2 separate regions of the Ostrinia nubilalis genome follow, and region 1 is linked to region 2. The links are chromatin contacts, called in public Hi-C maps. All regions are on one chromosome and are shown on one strand. The core of a region is the stretch at or near the end of the contact, and the rest is flanking DNA. Distances in the headings are between cores, read along the strand shown.

What was found. Hi-C and Micro-C count contacts between places; a contact is called where the count stands out from the background.
Region 1: a contact with region 2 is called in a Hi-C map of whole larva, with 4 times the contacts expected there. The contact joins the promoter of LOC135078666 here to the promoter of LOC135078641 in region 2. A contact is called at or near these places in 2 of 5 Hi-C or Micro-C datasets (whole body and whole larva).

Annotation. Positions count from the first base shown.
Region 1 is chr15:1,206,562-1,213,406 of ilOstNubi1.1, forward strand. It overlaps LOC135078666 (general vesicular transport factor p115), which reads left to right and starts at 2,968. Exons shown (of 7, transcript XM_063973198.1): 1 at 2,968-3,178; 2 at 4,194-4,328; 3 at 5,047-5,993; 4 at 6,294-6,615. The coding sequence starts at 3,101. LOC135078663 reads right to left here and starts at 2,592. Exons shown (of 6, transcript XM_063973193.1): 1 at 2,445-2,592; 2 at 2,084-2,333; 3 at 1,595-1,808; 4 at 1,066-1,144; 5 at 858-970; 6 at 301-602. The coding sequence starts at 2,509. The coding sequence ends at 418.
Region 2 is chr15:729,292-735,564 of ilOstNubi1.1, forward strand. It overlaps LOC135078641, which reads left to right and starts at 2,909. Exons shown (of 3, transcript XM_063973168.1): 1 at 2,909-3,194; 2 at 3,394-6,273. The coding sequence starts at 2,984. LOC135078670 (stimulator of interferon genes protein) reads left to right here. Exons shown (of 9, transcript XM_063973210.1): 8 at 1-94; 9 at 772-1,364. The coding sequence ends at 869.

The DNA of each region.
Region 1 (6,845 bases), core at 1,718-4,217, 480 kb after region 2:
AAATTAATCACTGTCAGCACTACACTTACTACACCACCCACTATCTTATAAACAATCAACAACTTTGGCTAAAAAATATTGAGTCTCAAATTAATCCTGGATGAATGAGGCACACTCAATAGCATGACAAGTGTAACAGAAGCATTTCATCCTTTCAATCCATTCCTTGAATCGTCAATCCAACGTCTTGGCAGCGGTGGTAGCCGAAGATGGCCTACGATGATCTTCGCGGCAAACCCCCTCGCACATTGAGGGTATCTTGAGCACGCCGCAAACATATTATACGCCATTCACTGGCGGTATATGGATGGGCCTCATTCTTCGCGTCGAGTTCATTGCTGCATTAGCTTTTTTATTTCATTGGTGCATGTTATACATGAGAGATAACGAACCTTTACGATTAGCACACTACACCCACTATGCAATAGTCAAATGAGCGTGCCTCATCTCCTTGCACAGTCTGTCCATGAGGTCGGCCTGCGGCGCCGTGAGCAAGCGCTTAGCGTCCGCGGCTACGCCCACTAGAGAAGGAACATCGCCGCTCGCGCACGACATCGCGACTGATTGTAGTTTCAGACGGAGGTCGCTGTTAAATGGGATCGCTGGGGAGTAAAAGTGTTGAAGTGAGATGCAGGCACAATGGTGAATGACGAATATAATAGGTTCTTAGGAAATTAGTTCTGAAAATGTACAGGATAGAGAGTAGGAATGGAGCATTGATGGTGCTGCAAAAATTGCTGAACAGATTTTGATGAAACTTCAGAGATAATTATTTATTTTGGTAATAATAGACCAAGGCAGTAGTGATATTAGTTACTGTAATTTAGAAAGATTTATGATAAAAACTACAAACTTACTGTCAGTTTCACTGTCATTCAGAAGATCAGACATCAGCTGCTTCAGAGATTCTGGTTTGCTTTCTTCCTGAGGCTCCACCAGGAGTGTTAGGAGTATTCTGCTCGTTTGTATTCTGTAAATGGAGAATTAACTAATTAGAGAATGTCTGTTGCTTATTTGTTAGAATTTACAGTAAATATTTTAACATTATATTTACTCTCTACTTACTCAGTCAATATGTCATCAGGTAAATTCGTATTTGAATCGCAAATTTCATTGGCTGTTTCCAGTGCAACATCCAGTTTGTCTGTAAAGAAATAAAATGATGTTGAATTAGCTTAGAAATTACAAATAATAAGCTAATATAATCTAATCCCACAAAAGATACATATCATTGACTAAACACCCTCAAATTCCACTTTAAATATTAACAAAAACAATGTAACTAAATAAACAATCTTTATAAAATATCAACTAAAAATCTGTTGATATTTGAGTTGAAAGCTAATAGAAATATGCTTTTTTCTTTACTCAAAAAGTCAGTTACAATTTTATTGTTTTTTTAAGATATTTTTTCTCGCACATGTCATTATCATCTGTATTATTGCAAATGCTTTTTTCTGAACAGATTACGCTTTTATTTACAATAAACAGATTTTTTTTTAAATTAAGGCAAACTTAACTCTACACAAAATAAAAATATAAACTTATTTTACTCTAAAATAAAAGTCAGTTGAAAAAAATGAATATCACATACCACAGTCAATCTGCATATTGAGTAGTTTCCTCATACACATCAGCCGCATGGTAGTGTCTACCACACCTTCCAGTGCCTGCTCGTAGTAAGATACGGCTTCCAGTTTGTGCTCCAGTATTGCTAGGTCGTTGGCCAGCTCCATCAGGATGGACGTCCGGATCGGAGACTTGGCTGGGTACTTGGTCAGGGCTTGCATGAAGCATCCTATGGCTGCCTGGAATGGAAAAAATCATTTGTGAGTTAGCTGTGCTGATTTTCATTTCATTGTTTAGGTTGAATCAACTGGCTTACTTTACTTCAGTTTAGTTGGTACAAACATTTTGCAAAGTATCTAAGCAATAGTATAGCTTGAAGGAAGATTGACTGATAGGTTTCAAATAGGTGACTTAATATGTTTAGGTAAAAGAAACTTTACCTGAGCTCAAACTTGTGACAAACATTACCTATTGGCTATTATTATGTAACAAAGTACTGTCTAGGTCTTCTTACCTCTAAGTTTTCTCTATCAGGACTGTGGAACTTCAAAGAGACGAGCTTCTTCTCCGCCTTCATGAACTGCCGCGCGGCCGTGACGTAGTGCTCCGCCTCGCCCAAGAAGTTGCCCGCGGACGCCTCGCACTTGGCGGCGCCCACGTACGCCTGTGCTGCGAAAGCTGGCTGCTCCGAATGCTCGCACTGGATGGCTAGGGCTATGAACTCGTTCGTCGCTTCTGAGATGTTCGGTTTACGCATAAACCGCCTGAAATATTAGCAATACGAATATAATAATAACTCTGACAAAATGCAGTGTGAAGATTGTGAAATCTATTAGAAATTAGAAAACAATTTTTAGATAGAAAGGTGCACATACTTTTTCATCTTCGTGTTGATATTCATGTACTGTTCGTTGAAACTAGCATAGAGATCGGTCGACATTTTTATGAAAGTAAAATTGGTAGTAAATTAAAATAGAACGAGTATTTTATTTTAAAATTACTAAATTAAAATCTAATCACAACACAACAAACATGAAATTCTTCTATCAACTTCAACTATCAACTCCTCAGAGTCGTGCATAAAAAAAAGATTGTAACTACGTATGAATAAGGTCTAAAATAGTTTGTCCGAAGCACAACCTGCAACCTGGAATTAAACTGTCAAGTTTGACATTAAAGATGTTTCGTTATTACATTGAATAGGATTAACCAATTTAATAAAGCCAGTTTAACTAAGTAGATTGTTCTTTCCAGTATGTTAAATAACCCCTTTAAATTGTAAAAAATGAAATTCATAAGTGCTGTTGTGATTGAGGATTCTTATAAATATTTTTTGAATATTACTTTGCTCCAGAACAATTTTAGATATATGAACAAAACGTAATCGTCTTATCGGAATCTGTCAAATTTTGCTTTGACGTGTCGTGAATTAGTGATAATTTGATTTTCTATATTTTTGCTATTTTATACGATGGTTTCGTATTAACCGCGGTAGTGTGTGATATTAATAGAACCAAGGGAGCGGTGCAAAATGGATTTCTTTAAAAGTGGTCTCAAGACCGTGCTCGGCGCCCCGGAGCCCGGACAACAACCTTCGGCTGGCGAGACGGTGATTCCTGGCATATTTCTCATTTTATTGCCGCTTGACCGATATATTAGGAATAGTAGACATCTCTAGTGTTCTAATTTTGTGTCTGAATAGCATATTAAAGCGATTGGGATCACTGAAAACTGAGTTATGGTATTTAGAAATATTATTACATTCTCTAGCACAAAACACCATAGTTTGTAACTTTCCTATGTATTTTATATTGTTTTATAACCATAACATAACTTTCTAATGATCTGAAAAGAAAATACTATTGTTTAATCCGCTAATCATTTTGTTACCTTAATTTTAGATCATCAAACAAATATTGCTTGTTAAACCAAGTTTAAGATGAGAATAATGGGAGTATGAGGCTTGCGAAAACAGTAACAAAATACTAGTTTAGTGTCATTTGTATTTGTAACACTCTCTATGTGCATACAGCAACAGCTTTTCATACAAGCTTGGGATATTGGGGAGGCTTATTATGTTCAGCAGCTTTTATATTATTAGATTACCACCACCAACTATTAGTCTCCACTAAACGAGCATGACCCTCTGTAATTTACCAAAGGTAAATGGAGGATTTGGCCTCCTACTCTCCCACCCAGGTTGTGGAGACCAGCACTTAGACTGCTGTAAGCTGATTAAGATGATGATCAATTAAATAATAATTAACTAAAACTGCACTCTGATTTATCTTCTCCAGTTTGTCACAGGCCTCCTCCAAGGATCTCCATGCTTCTCTGTTTTTGGGTATTTGTGGCCATAATGGTCCTGCTGATTGATGATAATCCTTTGACCTACAAACCTAATAAAAGTGTTTTTATAACTTTAACTTTTTGCACAAGCTCTACTTAGTTGGGGACTAGATGGCGCAGTGTAAAATGTCCAAGTATGTTTACTAAGGCTGGTTTTAGAATCGCGCTGACCGCTCGCTGATCGCTCGGCGCCGACGCTCCATACATTTCGGCTATCAGTGCTGACGGTCAGCGTGATTCTAAAACCAGCCTAAAACTTAATAATTTGTTTCCAGGTGGAGCGCCTAGTGAACCGCGTGGAGAACTCCACACTGCTGGAAGACCGGCGCGACGCCTGCCGCGCGCTCAAAGCGTTGTCGCGCAAGTACCGCGTCGAGGTCGGCGCGCAGGGCATGGCCACCCTCAAGCAGGTAGATAAATATTCTAGGCTACGCTAGGAAATCTTAGACTGCAGCATCATGGATGTCATGTACCATGAATTACTAGCCTTATGAGTCTCCAGCAGCACCCAAACTTTCAATGGTAGACTAGAATGTGGGGGCTTTATAAAGCAACCTGTTGCCAAGAGATTGCTACTCAAAATATACTTCCTAAATGGGAAGACACTCTTTGATTCCGCATGCTCAAAGCCATATTGCGGGAGTACCGCGTCGATATCGGCGCGCAGGGCATGGCCAAATTGGCCACGCTCAAACAAGTATGATGCTTGTAAGGGTGTAGGGGCCTGAAGTCTCCAATGGCTCCAAAACTTTTCAATAGTGAACCCCTCTGTCACGCACGGTATTCGATTCCAATGCAATATTTTAACTTTGAATACATTTTAGAGCAGTGTTTTTCAACCTGTGGCCCTTACATGGGGGTCGCGAGAGGTCGTAAAAACTACCTCAGTAAAAAAAAGGGGGGTCGCTTCATGAAAAAGGTTGAAAAACACTGTTTTAGAGGTCCTGTGCCTGTGCACACCACTTCTTTTAAACGCGCCGATGACGCGCCTTTTCCTACAAAGGTCTATAGATTGGGTCCGATTTTCGTGTGTATCGCGTTCGCGTCTGTGTTCTTACAAACACACGTCGACGGCGCGCTTATAAAACATTGTATGCATAGACCCTTAGTGTCTTTTATCATCTTCAGGTGCTAGAGCTCGATCGCGCCGACAATGAGACCATAAACTACGCCCTCGACACACTCAACAACATCATGTCTCCCGCCCAGTTCGAGGAGGAAGAAAAGAACCCCAACATTCCCATGAACATCGGGGAACAGTTCACAGAAATGTTCATCAAGGACCACAACAACATCCAACTCGTTCTAGATCTCCTAGACGAATATGACTTCAGAGTACGACTATCAGCAGTCCAGCTGCTCACGTCGCTGCTAACCAACAGGCCTAAAGATATACAGGAAATAATTCTAGTCAAACCAATGGGCGTGTCCAAAATGATGGATCTCTTGGGAGACACGAGAGAAGTCATACGGAATGAAACCTTGCTCCTGCTAATAAAACTGACGAAAGGGAACGCCAATATACAGAAAATCGTCGCGTTTGAAAATGCGTTTGATAGGCTATTTGAAATCGTGTCGTCTGAAGGGTATTCCGACGGCGGAATAATCGTGGAAGACTGTCTGCTCCTCATGCTAAACTTACTAAAGAATAACAGCAGTAATATCCACTTCTTCAAAGAAGGAAATTACATCCAGAAGATGCTGCCAATGTTCCAGACTCCCGACGACGCGGAAGACATCGGCTGGTCTCCTCAGAAGGTGTCCAACGTGCACTGCATGCTCCAAATCGTGAGGACTTTAGTGTCGCCGAGTAACGCGGTGCAAATTATAACTAGTTGTCAAAAGATAATGAAATACGCCGGCTTGTTGGATTCTCTGTGCAATATATTGATGGCGAGCGGTGTGCCGGCGGACATTTTGACGGAGACGATCAACACTGTGGGAGAGGTGGTGCGCGGGGACGTGAATAATCAAGACTTCTTGGGTAATGTGATGGCGCCGTCCAACCCGCCAAGGCCGGCCATTGTGGTGCTGCTCATGTCGATGGTCAACGAGAAACAACCGTTTTCGTTGAGGTAACAAATGGTTTTCATTTAATTCTAAATTACACTTTGACTTAACTTTGTTTAAAACCCTATTCTAGAACGTTGCGTTAAATGTGCGTTTATCTGGTCCACATGCCTATAAAATAGTAGACTTTTCTCTATTTCGACGTGGCCTAAATTGTGTAACGCGAGAATGGCCCCTCAGAATCCTAGTAACGAACTTATGTTTATCGTACATTCAAAATCTTACTTAGTACCAATACTTAGACAATAATACTACTAGACTTAAAGCCACCACATCAAAATGACTTTAAATTTTTACTGTTCCAGATGCGCTGTCCTCTACTGCTTCCAATGCTACCTCTACCACAACGAGATGAGCCAAGCCAGCTTAGTCCAGACTCTTTTACCTTCCTCCTCCGACGTCTCAAGCTTGACCAGCGGGCAACTGCTCTGCGGGGGGTTATTCTCATCCGATGTGTTATCAAACTGGTTCTCAGCAGTTGCGTTGATGCACGCGCTGACTGAGAATCCATCGCAGAAGGAGCAGTTGTTAAGGGTGCTGCTTGCGACTAATATAGGAAGCTCGCCCGTGTCTCTGTTGCATCAGTGTACGCTGCTGCTTCAACAGTCGACTAAACTGCAGGCTAAGGTGAGGTTAGATCTGATGATTCATATCAATATCCGTGTCCTAATAATCATTATGCAACCTATATTTGTTGTTTATCTAATATCACTGTAATAAATAAAACATTAATTTTCCAATGACCATGGTCAGCGACTTGCTACGACAGTGTGACATCTCGAACTATAGTAGGTATAATTCGAGATGTCACACTGTAGTCGCAAATGGACGGACGAATTGTGCAAAATCGGTCGCAA
Region 2 (6,273 bases), core at 1,659-4,158:
GCGGAGGTAGTTCGCGACTTCACAGGCATGCTGCGCTCTATCATTGCTAAGAGTCCTGAGTGCCAGAACCGCTGCGAGATTGTCTACTACGACAGTAAGTACTTTATTTTTTATTAAAGGAGAACCTACAGAATGTTCTTTAAAAAGAGTAAAGCTTCAGCCAAACCAACGCGTGCCGATCGCGTCGGCGATGGCGATTACTGCGCGTGCATAGGCCAATCAAAATCAAAAATACTTTATTCAATTTAGACCACTAGTGGCACTTATGAAGGTCAAAATACAATACATAGATAAAAAAAAGGTAGCCCTTATGGGGCACTTTACATGTCTCCTTATCTTTTGGGCCCTACCAGCGCTCCGAGACAAACATAATTATGGCAAGTGCTGAGAAGAAAAATCTTGAAACGCCGGTACTCATGCCACGACAATGACAGGACGCGCGCCTATGCACGCGCCGTGAACGCCATCGCCGACGCGATCTGCACGCTTTGGTTTGGCTGTAGCTTTAAAGAATTTGCTTAAATAAGTAAAATAGTAATGCAAATTAAACTTTAACCTTTTACATAGCAAATAGGTACGTAGGAGTCTTTGGTGGGCTTCATTTATTTTTATTAAGGCTTCGAGCGTTTTGCACAGCCAGTGTCGTATCGAACCTGCACCCACACGACGAGTACTGAGACATAGTTTTGCAAATACAATATGTGTCTGATGTGCTCAGTAAAACAGTATTAAAAATAACAGATAGCAAATAATGTCCCATTTTAATTCCAGACACAGACCCAGATCAGAATTTGGCTGACGTTCTGCTGGACAAGATCCGCGAGCTCCAACCAGACTTTGAGGACATTATCAGAGGAGAAGCCAATTAAATGGTACATTACTCTTATTTAATTTCATTCCGCAAGGTATGATTTTGTAGAGTTGTAAAAAACAAGTAGAAAATAGTTCGTATTCTCTCCACCAGGCGGCGCCACTGTGAGTCTCATGCAAATACGCCGAAATCAAGTTATCGAGTAAAACTCGCATTATTATGAATCAGTCTATATTCTGTGTTGAGAACAGCTAAATTATTGTTATTGGATATTGGTGATGATGATTGACCAAATTATTCTTATTGATCGAAAATCATTCTATTACCGTTTACAATTTGAAATACAGTGAGTATAAATATACAATTTTTAATAAATGTTTTTAGATTGCGTTACGCACGTTTGGTGAAATTTCGTTTATGTTTATAATGAAGGTGACGATGCCTTGGTTTGTTTTTTCTAAGTTGACTAGCCAAATGATAATTCAAAGTATGTACCTACTTTATTCTAGCCCTCAGTTAATTACTACGTTTGAAATCAATTAGTTTGATGGCGTCAATGTGTTTTAGTGCCATACGAAATTAAAATATTATATTGTTTGGAAATTTTTGAAATGAAGATTTAAAAACATAATTAAGTGACTGTTGAATGAAGACTGAGAACCAACGCAGCATTTGTAATCGACCTCAATATCTATTTTATAAAGGGGAAAAATATTTAATTTTAAGTATGTTGTTGTTATCAAAATAGTAGGTATTAATGTAGATCTCTAAAATCATGACAATGACTATTTATACATTGCTTCTATTTGCCCGACAGCGCCAGAAGAAGGGTTATTTCATTACATTTAGTATCGTGACAAAATAAAGGTGCTATAGATGACCCACGCTGAACTGTCCCGCCAAACTCAATGACAGGGAGGCGCTACCATCGTTCAACTATATGGTTTCCAACATGGCAAAAATCTGAACCAGCGATCCGGTATTGACGGTGGCGCCCCACTGTCAATGTCATCGACAGGACAGTCCAGTATTTTGGAACTATATTTGGCCTGTGACGTTGTGATGAGTCATCATAAAATTGTCACACGTCATGTAAATATAGCCTATGCTAGATAAGCTATATTAAAAACATAAAAGGAGAGTAATTTACCACTTGCTTATTAATGATTAAGAATGGATAAAATCCATCCACTATCCTAGATTAAGGAGACCTAAAACTTTAGTCGTATTCAAAGTAAAAAAAAATACTTTGATTAAAATTACTGCTTATGCCAAATAAAAATTATATTTTTAAATTTTATTATGTTTGTTATTTTATTTCATCATCCCACGAATCGGCTACAATTAATATAAGTTTTGTACACATCGATTCATCTGTTCAATGAGAGCAAAGATTTAGAGGAACCTGTGTGTGTAAAGTTGTATTTGTTCTTGTAATATGTATTATTCGGTTGGTACTTTATTAAATCACCTAAACATCCCATAAAACAAGAAAATAAATAATATCCAATATAATCCAGTTAGCCTAAAATCTATGAATATAATCTAGATTCCCAAAACTATGATAAATTGCCTATTAGAATAAAAATAGATTCCTAATTTCTGATTCGATCTCGTAAAGAAATATCGAGCAAAGCGCTTTCCATAGCACGCTGTGCAACTTTAAGGTTTCTTTTGGGGAAAGCGCTGGATGCAAGCCACTGTTAACTGTATAATCTGGAAATCCTTGGTGACCTTGTTCAGAAGTCAACGTCCTATGGCAGAAATGATGATGAAAAGCAAAATTCACTATCATGAAATGCTTTGCCAAGGTTCCATTCTATCTCGCATCACACTATCTTGAAATTATATTTTTTGAATGTTGAAAGGAAATATTAAGCATCTATTACGATCCATGTACTCGTATTGCATGATTCCTGGTAGTCCAGACTCCAGGCAAAGTGCAAACAGAAATATGAACACCTTGTAGTGTGTTAAAAATTCTGTTAAACTGTTAAAAATAACGTTATTTGTATAACGTCGGTTCGTGGTTCGATGTCTGTGTCATAGAATTAAAAAATAGGTTGTCAGTAATGTCACTGTCAAACGTAAACGTCAAACGCACGTGTTGTATTTTGTTCATCAAAAACTTTGAAATTTGTGTTATTTTTAATTTAATGAGAAAAACTAACAATGGGGAAGCGTAAATATGATAATGATAAAAGTTCTCCATCAAAAGAAAATGCGACGAGTGAGGAGGCAGGGGCAGAAAATAATGAAATCGTGGAACAACCAGACAACACCGAAACTGCTGATGTTAAAAGAAGAAAAGTGCCTAAAACAGGTGGTTTCGATATTAAACACCTTCGCAAAGACTTGGCGGCAAAGCAAGGCCAAGGAATGGGTAAGATATTAGTCGTCTGGATTTATTTTTACTCGTCATGACACGGGTTATAAAGTCGCCTTTGCGGTTATAATTTCCCTTGAAATAAACGATTAGTTTATGTCTAAGTAGTCTGTTAAAAGTATTACTAAATTAAAAATAAAAGACACAAAGTCAAGGTTGTAACAATGATTAATATTTGTGTAAATATGGTTTTCAGTGCTGACACAATTTCTTCAAGTTTGCCTCGACCCAGACAATGAGGAAGATTACCTGCTAGCTTATCTCAAGACGGGAGGCAACCCACACGAAATCCTCCGGCAAATCAACCAAGACAGTAAGAAAAACCTCACACTTACCACACCAGCGTTCCATTTATTCCACTTAATCATAGTCAAAGTTCAGTCTTCGCTTCCCCACATGATCGCTGCCACCGAGGAAGCGTGCCGATACTTCCTGAACAACTTTATGTCAACTGTGGAAATTATGATCAGCGAGAATTCTGGACCTCGGCACAGGAAAATAATCTTAAAGCTACTCACATCAATGGTCACTTTGAACTCTGACTTGGGTATTGAGATTCTCAGTCACGCACCTCTCACTCCTAAACACCTGCAGTATATTGTAGAAAAATCCAATTACAAAGAGAAAGATAATGTACGGACATCGTTTGTTCACTTCATGACATCATTCCTTGTTGATGGTCACCTACCACTAATAAAAGCTCTTTTAGAAAAGCAAGGTCTGCTAAGCTTGGTGATACCTGGATTGGTACACGATGAGGCTGAGGCTGTGTTGATCTTCCTCAATATCTTAAAGAAGAATGTGGTTGAAAACTCCTTCATTTCCAAAAGCTTGAAGCTAAAAACCTTTAATCATCAAGTTCTACACAACATGTTCAAGATATTCACATGGAAAGGACCTCCTGAAATAAACTTTGAAGTCAGAAATAAGCTGCGACCAGAAATTGTTACATTATTATCAGATATTATTCTAACATTGTTTACATCACACAGATTGGGTCTGTATTTTATTGATAGCTCTTTAGGGACATCAGATTTAAACAAAAATCAAAACTTGTACAAAGCTTTATTGACACTTAAACGGCCCTGGGAAAACAATAATGAGTGCCAGGTCATTTTAGAAATTATTCATAGATGTCCAGACTTGCACAGAGCAGTGATGTCTGTGGTTGAGCAGAGCTTTGAGCCACAACACTCACCAATTTGGGAGAAAACTGTAGAGTTCATAATAAATCTACTGGAAAACATGAAACCAGAAAATGTTGTGCCCAAAATGAAAAGCTTAAATACTTCTCAAGCAGCAAATTTTGTAAGATTTGTCACATTACCAGTCCCTCTACTGAAATACATCCAAACAAGTCTTGGAAAGGACCAGTCAATATCTCTATATTGCATCAAGGTGCTAGTTAAAATGCTTCAGACTTTAAAAAGGTACATGCAAATTTTCGAAATGGATGATTCTTCTAATCGTATTTTGGACTTGAAGAATAAACTGGAGTATTTTCTACCTAAACACTTACCTGTTCCTGCTACTATTGTCACACTCATTCATGATGTCATCAATCATAAGGACAGTGGAGAGGAAAAGCAACAAGATTATAAGCTTCCCAAAATTCAAGATACAGATGCTTTAATAAACCTAATTGATGTATTGCTGTTGTATAATGATATCCATCCTGCATTTTTCGAAATGCTGGAGGGTAATATTGACATGAAACAAATACTGAAATATGCGACTAAATTGAAAGATGGGAATACTGCTCTTTTGAAATTCAAAATTGTATCTCTGTGGCTGACACTAGATCGCACAGCTATTTCGCTTAAAAATCCCATGTTTAAAGATCTATTTCTCATCATGTTGGATGTTTATACTACTGACTCAGACACAACCTGGTCTGAAGCAAAAATAACACTACACAACTTTTTTAGAAATACATCTATTTTTGAAAGAGATGAAGATGAAATTCATTTGATTTTGTATGCTCTACGTAATGCGAAAGTAAACCCCATTTCGCTGATAGCTGATATTATCGAGTTTGTGCTGTCACATATACAAGAACTGGCAAATTACGTGAGCGATCAAATAGTAAACTTCGAAATTACTGATGAAGGAAGCGAATCTAGTCTAAACAAATTATTTGATGATTTGATGGAAAATCAAAACACAGATGATCAAGTTTTCTTAGAGAATAAAATTCCGTCTACCTTTATTGTGGGTTGTATGCAATTTATTCAAAACAACAAAGAGGCAAAGAAAAGTTTGAAACATTTTCTATCTTGTTACATAGCCCATTTGTTTCATTGCAACTACTCGCCTGAACTAACTGAGCTTTTAATAGAGGATTCTAAGCTGGAAGTGAGAAATTATGTTTCACAGTGGTTGTCACAGTCTGTTTCCTTGCCTGAATCCATCACAGCTAAAGATCATATCATAAAAGCTTTATCGAAATCTATCTTTGATAATGAAGACTTGCCACTCCAAGAAGTATTTAGATGTCTTGAGCAAACATCAGCAGAAGAGAGTGATATAACGATACATGATGTGCCATACAAAGTGATTACTACTGATACGATTGATAGTTCAGAAATTTTAATTTGGGCAAAATACCTTATATTTTGTTTAGTGCGTTTGACAAACATTGGCCAATTAGATGAAGATAGACAGATAAAAATTATCAACTATTTTCATCTCCTTATAACAATAGGGAAGAAAAGTCATCTGATAAATGAATGTCGTTTGATCATGCTGTCTCTATTTAAAAATCCACATGTCTTGAAAATTTACAAGCCATTATCTTTAAAAGAAAATGACCCTTGCGTAGCATCAACTCAAAGCCTGCTTGATATTGTTGTTGTGCATCGCGATATAGTCACACATTTGGATAACAAGCATAGAATCTTAAAGTCCTATCAACAGAAGAATTTCAATGAGTTGGTCAAAGCTTTCAACAAAATTAACAAACGGAAAAATTTGAGTAGTGAGCTCACAGTGAAAGTTTTGGAGGTTGTGGGAATGACGAATGAAGACGATTTAGTCATTTTCAATAAAATATTTGCGTTGGATGCAAATTACTGCG